Linked DNA regions of Rattus norvegicus: region 1 is linked to region 2. Evidence: chromatin contacts called from public Hi-C data. All regions are on one chromosome and are shown on one strand. Each heading gives the region's core, a stretch centred on a gene start, on an enhancer-like site or on the middle of the called end of the contact. The rest is flanking DNA. Distances are from core to core; before and after follow the strand shown.

Region 1 (2,886 bases), core at 218-2,717, 610 kb before region 2:
CACAAAAGCCATCTTTGGCTGGTTCTGGGGCCACCGGAAAGCCTTCAACCACCGGAGTGAGAGAGTCCTTTATTTCTTTGGTCTTGAAAGCACCAAAAAAGCAGCCAAGGACTGTGCAAAGGTCCTACAGGAGAGGCAATGTGAGATCTCCAGGCTCCGCGCTGTGGAGCTCTAACCTACTTACATACATCAGAACACAAATTGGGATCTTAGTTTAACCAGCGTGGCCCGCAGTTCGCTTGGTAAATAGCCTACAGGTGCCCTAATGGCGGGACTCAGCAAGATGATGAACAGCTTTTTTAAAAAATTAAAATTAAAAATTTGAATTTTTACTTTCAATTTAATCATTGATAGCGTTTTTGTTCACTTAATAAAATAGTCATCTCGGACCCCAAATGGCGAATTAAAATGTTTCAAGACACCGATTCACTCTCCATTTGCACCAGCTGCAGAAATCGCCGGTTCTGCTCAATCCCTGGTTCCATGCGACTGCTGCCTTCCGAGCTCCGGGCTCCACTGGTGGCGACACCACACAGTGGAGCAGCAGAAGCGCGTCCTGCTCTCCGGGCTCTGGGCTCGGGCACAGAGGCATGCATGCCCCTTGCAAGCTGCAGAACGAGCGGCCCTGGGCGCTGAAGGCTCTGGCTGCTTCCTGGCTCACGAGCCAGCTGCTGCCACCACCACCGCCACCGCCGGAGACACTGCCGCCCCGTGCCTGGCGCGCTCCAACTCCTCACCGCCCGTGACCCGGGACAAACTTCTGGCTGGGGCGCGGTCCCTGTCCCCGAAGCCAGCGTGGGAAACCCGAGGCGCTGCCGGGGCGAGCTAGGGTCGAGGGTGGCGCCCCGGACCGTTGCTCCTGCCCGCCCAGTCCCGCCCGCATCTTGGCGGTGGCCGCCCCACGGAGCCCGCAGGCGCCGCGCAGGCCGAGCTGGCCCCGGGCCGGGGACACGGGCGCTCGCGCCCTCTAGCGGGCCGCGGCGGCTCCGGCCCGGCCGTGACGTGGGCTCCTTCCAGCCGGCCTGCGGGGCATCGCCAGTCAGTCGCGGAGCAGGAGCCCCGCGCGCAGCCGGCGCGGGCTCGGCCTTCGGCGCGCCGCTGCCCGAGGTGGCTGGGGCTGCGGGAGAGGCGGCGGGCTGCAAGCGCGCGATCACAGCCACGGACCCGGCGCCACGGGCGGCTCGGTCCGGATCAGGGGCAGCGCTTAGGCGGGCTGAGCACCGGATCCCAGCGAGGATTTGGACTCCCCGGGCGCGCCCTCCGCTCCCTCTCCCGGCGGCGCCAGACTCTAAGCGGGGGCCAGAGGGAGGGCAAGAGGATCCAGGACGCCGTCCCCACGTCCCGGAGCCCCGGGACTTCGGACTTGTGCAACTGTTGCCACTTTGGGGTCTGGTGTTTCGCTGCTGTCGTATCTACCCTGGAAGCCTGCAGCTTAGGCTCGCGTCCCCCTTGGCTTCCCGAGGCTACCGGCCGCCGCCGCCCCGAGGCGGCCCGGCGCGCACTCGGCACCATGAGGACACTTGGGACTTGCCTGGTGACTTTAGCTGGACTTTTGCTAACTGCGGCCGGGGAGACATTTTCAGGTAAGCGGGACGCCACTATCGTTCCCGGGGCGCCTGAAACGTAGGCGACCCCCGGGTCAGAGAGTCCGAGGCGAGCTTCGGGGCGGGCAGGGTTAGGCAGGACCCGACCCGGCATCGCGTAGCGGGTGAGCGGGGCTGGCGGATGGCCGGAGGGAAAGAGCCGCCGAGCCCCGGCGCCCGCACAGCGCACGCAGGAGCCCGCAGGACAAGCACGGGCACAGGCATAGGCACCTCCATCTCGGCCCCATGTCTCCATAGGGCCTGGACTTGTACATGGGGCTCTGTGTTCCTGGGCGGCCTGGGCAGAAAAGGCAGAAAACTTTGCCTGAAGTTCCCCGCTCTAGCCGCCGGGAGTAGGCGCTGCGCGGGCCTCTCGACCCCGGTGGCGGCCGGGGTGGGCTGCCAGTGCTCAGTTGTGCCCGCAGCGACCTCCAAACCTAGTGGTGTAGCCCGCGACCTCCCCAAACTTGACCTCCTTGCCTCCCCCTGCCCGGCGCGGTGGGCGACCTCAGCGGGTCCCCACGGGTGCAGGGCTTCCCTGTGCCAGCGGTCTCTTTCTGCACCGCGGGAGGTCTCCAAGACCCTAGAGGAATCTGCCTCTCCCCAAGCCCTGGCCACTGTGGCTGGGAGCCCAGAACCCACCCTCGGCCTCCCTAATGGTGTGCAGCGGGGGTTGTGATAACTTGCTAACCCAGCCGGGCTGCGCTGGGATCCCAGCTGAAAGGAGTGGAGCGGACTGGCTGTGTGCACCAAGCCAACCCGAGGCTATGCTCAGTCAGGCTTCGCGAGCCTTGAGGAGCTCTTGGTGGAGACAGAGGGATGTGGACTTGAGTCAGGGTCAGGCGCAAGACCTAAGGTGGCACAGAGTGCCAGGGCTTCTAGGATCTTCTGTCCCAGGAGGACGCACGTGGATGCTTGGCAAACGCTGACAACATGCGCACACTTCCTCGTGTTTGTTAATTTCATGAATGTCCACACGCGATGGTGGCAGTGGAGTTTTACCTTTCTCTTTTAATAAAAAGGCCGCGTTTAACCTTGAACAAGAATTGCAAAGTGGGGTTTTATGTGTTTTCGGGAAGGCTGAATAAATTGGGTTTTTAAAAAAAATTGGTGAAGGGAACTTTCATTAAAGTAAGGAGTGCCGTTTGCAAATATTAAAGGCACATAGACCTCTGGCCAGAGAAAGCATCAGGTTTGACTTTCTGGGCATCGTGGGATGCTGGTCCTTTGAATTCATAGGCACAGAAGGTTCTATCAGGCTTGGTGCTGAGCAGCAAGACCCTTGAGCATAGCTGGTGGCAGA
Region 2 (2,737 bases), core at 88-2,587:
ATATATCCAGATGAAATTCAGGGTATATTGCAGGATTTTAATCTTAATGCCGTAAAGATTTGGCTTTCCCATTCCAGCCCAAAATAACATTCCTTTGGTTATTTATTAGGAAGGGGGTGGGGAGGAGTATGTCTTAAAAGATTAATGGAAATGTGTAATATAATGAAGGAATTTGGGGAAATGTTGAGTTTTTTTTCTCTCCTTCAAATATTCCAGCAGGGCATTGTCTGAATAAATTGTGGATTTTTCTCTCTATCCTCTACCTCTGTGCGATGCTCTCCAAGACGAAAGCCGAATAAAATATTCCCCAAGTGAGACAGCTTCATTCTCGTTAGGACTGCCTGCCTGGCCACCACCCCACATGAAGGACCCCCTCCCATTAAGACCCCTCTGTTCACGACATCAAACTGCCAAGCTTAGTGTCACTTTCTCTCTCTCTCTTCCAGAGCTTCTTTGAAGGACAGTCTGCACCGTGGGACTCGGCTAAGAAAGACGAGAACAGAATGAAGAATAGATACGGAAACATCATAGCATGTAAGTGGTGGTGGTGGCCGCGGTGGTGAGCCCCGGCAGGGCTGGCTCCCCGGCTCGTGCAATGAGAATTTACCATGCAGTGCCTGCCTCTGTATCTCCTGCAAGAGCTAGTGTCAAGGCCTGTGCTAAGTGAGGGAAAAAATCATCTGTGACCCCCAACTACCTCCCTGTGCGTCCTCCCTGGGGGCCTGGTTTTCCTTTTATATGCGGGGTCTATGGAACACAGGTCATGTCACAAAGCAGAGGGAGAAAATGCATTTTGGAAGGAGCAAACACCATCGACTTTAATGCTCCCCAACTGCTGCATAAGAAGGAATAGAAGTAATGGCTTGGCTCACAGCAGGCTTCGCGCGCAGAGCTCCACACCCTTTGGCGCATTAATCCTCCGGACAGTGGGTTAGGTAGGTCAGTAATGGCCCCATTTTAAGGGCAGGAAAGCGAAACTCAGAAGTTAAATGATAGTCTCCATATCACAATACTCATTAGCAAAGGGGCCAGGATTATCTCTCAGAAATTCCCAGCGCCTGCGAAACCGAGCGCCACCATCCATAATGCCTCAGACAGCTCCTAAATCGAGCCCAACCTCATTAATGTTCCGTAACCGCGCCGAGGCTCGTAGCAGATTGATGAGCCTCCTTCTCCCAGGGCCCAGACCATCCATCCTCTGCATCCAACTGCCCCAAATCATACAGGATGGCATCGAGGTACCGATGGGCCCACTGCGGTCGCCTAACAGAGTCCGGGCTTTTGAGGAAGGAGCAGAAACCAACAACAGCTCGAAGCAGAGCCTGGGGAGCCCCTCGTTCACCACACGCTGTTCCTTAGAAAAGAACAAACTCGCAGGGTCCGGGAATTCCAAGGGAGCTGTGCATTTGCTTTATTGATTGTGAAAGTCCAGCTTGCCTGCCGGAACATTCCTTGGCCTGACAGCACAGTTGCTATGGTTGGGATGCCCCGGCGTCCCCTGGGATTTTGGAAATGTTCTGATCCATTCAAGTCCCAGGTTGCTAAGTACTTGGAATGTGGCTGCCATGACTGAGAAGCCAATATTTTTTTTTAAATCTTTCATTTCCTTCTCATTATTTTGAATTTGAACAGCAAGCGAGGCTAGTGGCTGTCATATTGGATGGCTGTTTTCGTTACTTTTCTGTTCCCATGACAAAACTCCATGACCAAAGCAACTAATAAAAGAAGAATTTAATTGGGGGCTCACATTTCAAGAGGGTTAGAGCCCGTGACCATCATGGTAGGAGGCAAGAAGGCAGGCATGACACCAGAACAGTGGCTGAGACCTTGTGTCCTTATCAGCAAGCAGAAGGCAGAGACGGTGGGTGGGGAGGGGGAGCCTGGAAGGCATGGGCTTTTGGGACTTCAGAGTTCACCCTCAGTGACACACCTCCCCCAACCAGACCAGGCCTTCCCAAACGTAAGAGCCTATGGGGGACATTCTCATTCAAACCACCACAGAAGTACATGCCATCTGCATGTTTCATACAAACAAAAGAGTAGGGCTTACACAGAACACGCCAAGCCTTGCCTTCCCCTTGGCTACCAACAAGGGAAACCTGCCTGCCTCTCAAGGGTATGAACGTGGCGTCCCCGTGCTCCATGGGACTGGTTTTTAAAAGCCCACCATAGTTGCTTAAGGTACTGTGGCTCTACTATAGTCACAGGAAGGCAATGTGCCCTGAGGTCTCGAGTTCGATCCCCTCTGGCGAAGTGTGTTGGCACTCTGGGACACTTTCTCAGAATTAAACAGTGAGCTTACAAAGATGGTAACTAACACCAGCTCTTCTCTCTGCCCCAAGACACAGCCAGCAAGCACTTGGCAGCCATGTTAAAGGGAGTCTGGTTCAGGAGAGCTTCAAGCTTGCTTCTCTGTGGAGTTTAGTTTAATACTTACCCTGCAGGTTACTTGAGAGGCTCTGTGGGCATGCATGTTCAAGTACACATACATGTTGAGGTGGGCGTGTATGTACATAAAGGACAAGGAGAGCTCGAGAGTCCTATTCTACCCTTCTCTACCATGTTCCCTTACAACACAATATGTCACTGTACTTGGAGCTGAGCTGGTGGCCAGAAAGCTGCAGCCTTTGTCCTGTCTCTCCCCTCCATAACACTATGATGATATGTAAGTCAGAGCAGGTCCTGGGGATTTGAGCAACAAGCAGGCTCACTGAGCTGTCTGTCTGTCTGTCTCCCC

What was found. A called contact is a pair of places that touch in the nucleus more often than the background predicts.
Region 1: a Hi-C map of frontal cortex shows a contact between it and region 2, with 1.8 times the contacts expected there. The contact joins the promoter of Ptprm here to the enhancer-like site in region 2. A contact is called at or near these places in 3 of 12 Hi-C or Micro-C datasets (the A7r5 cell line, Schwann cells and frontal cortex).

Annotation. Positions count from the first base shown.
Region 1 is chr9:114,789,058-114,791,943 of GRCr8, reverse strand. It overlaps Ptprm (protein tyrosine phosphatase, receptor type, M), which reads left to right and starts at 1,467. Exons shown (of 33, transcript NM_001168632.1): 1 at 1,467-1,583. The coding sequence starts at 1,511.
Region 2 is chr9:114,181,696-114,184,432 of GRCr8, reverse strand. It overlaps Ptprm (protein tyrosine phosphatase, receptor type, M), which reads left to right. Exons shown (of 33, transcript NM_001168632.1): 20 at 447-534. Among named protein-coding and RNA genes, the nearest start is that of Themis3, 160 kb to the right of the region's middle. Within about 2 kb of position 1,337, at least 21 of the 93 cell types and tissues checked have an H3K27ac peak or open chromatin away from gene starts, as enhancers often do.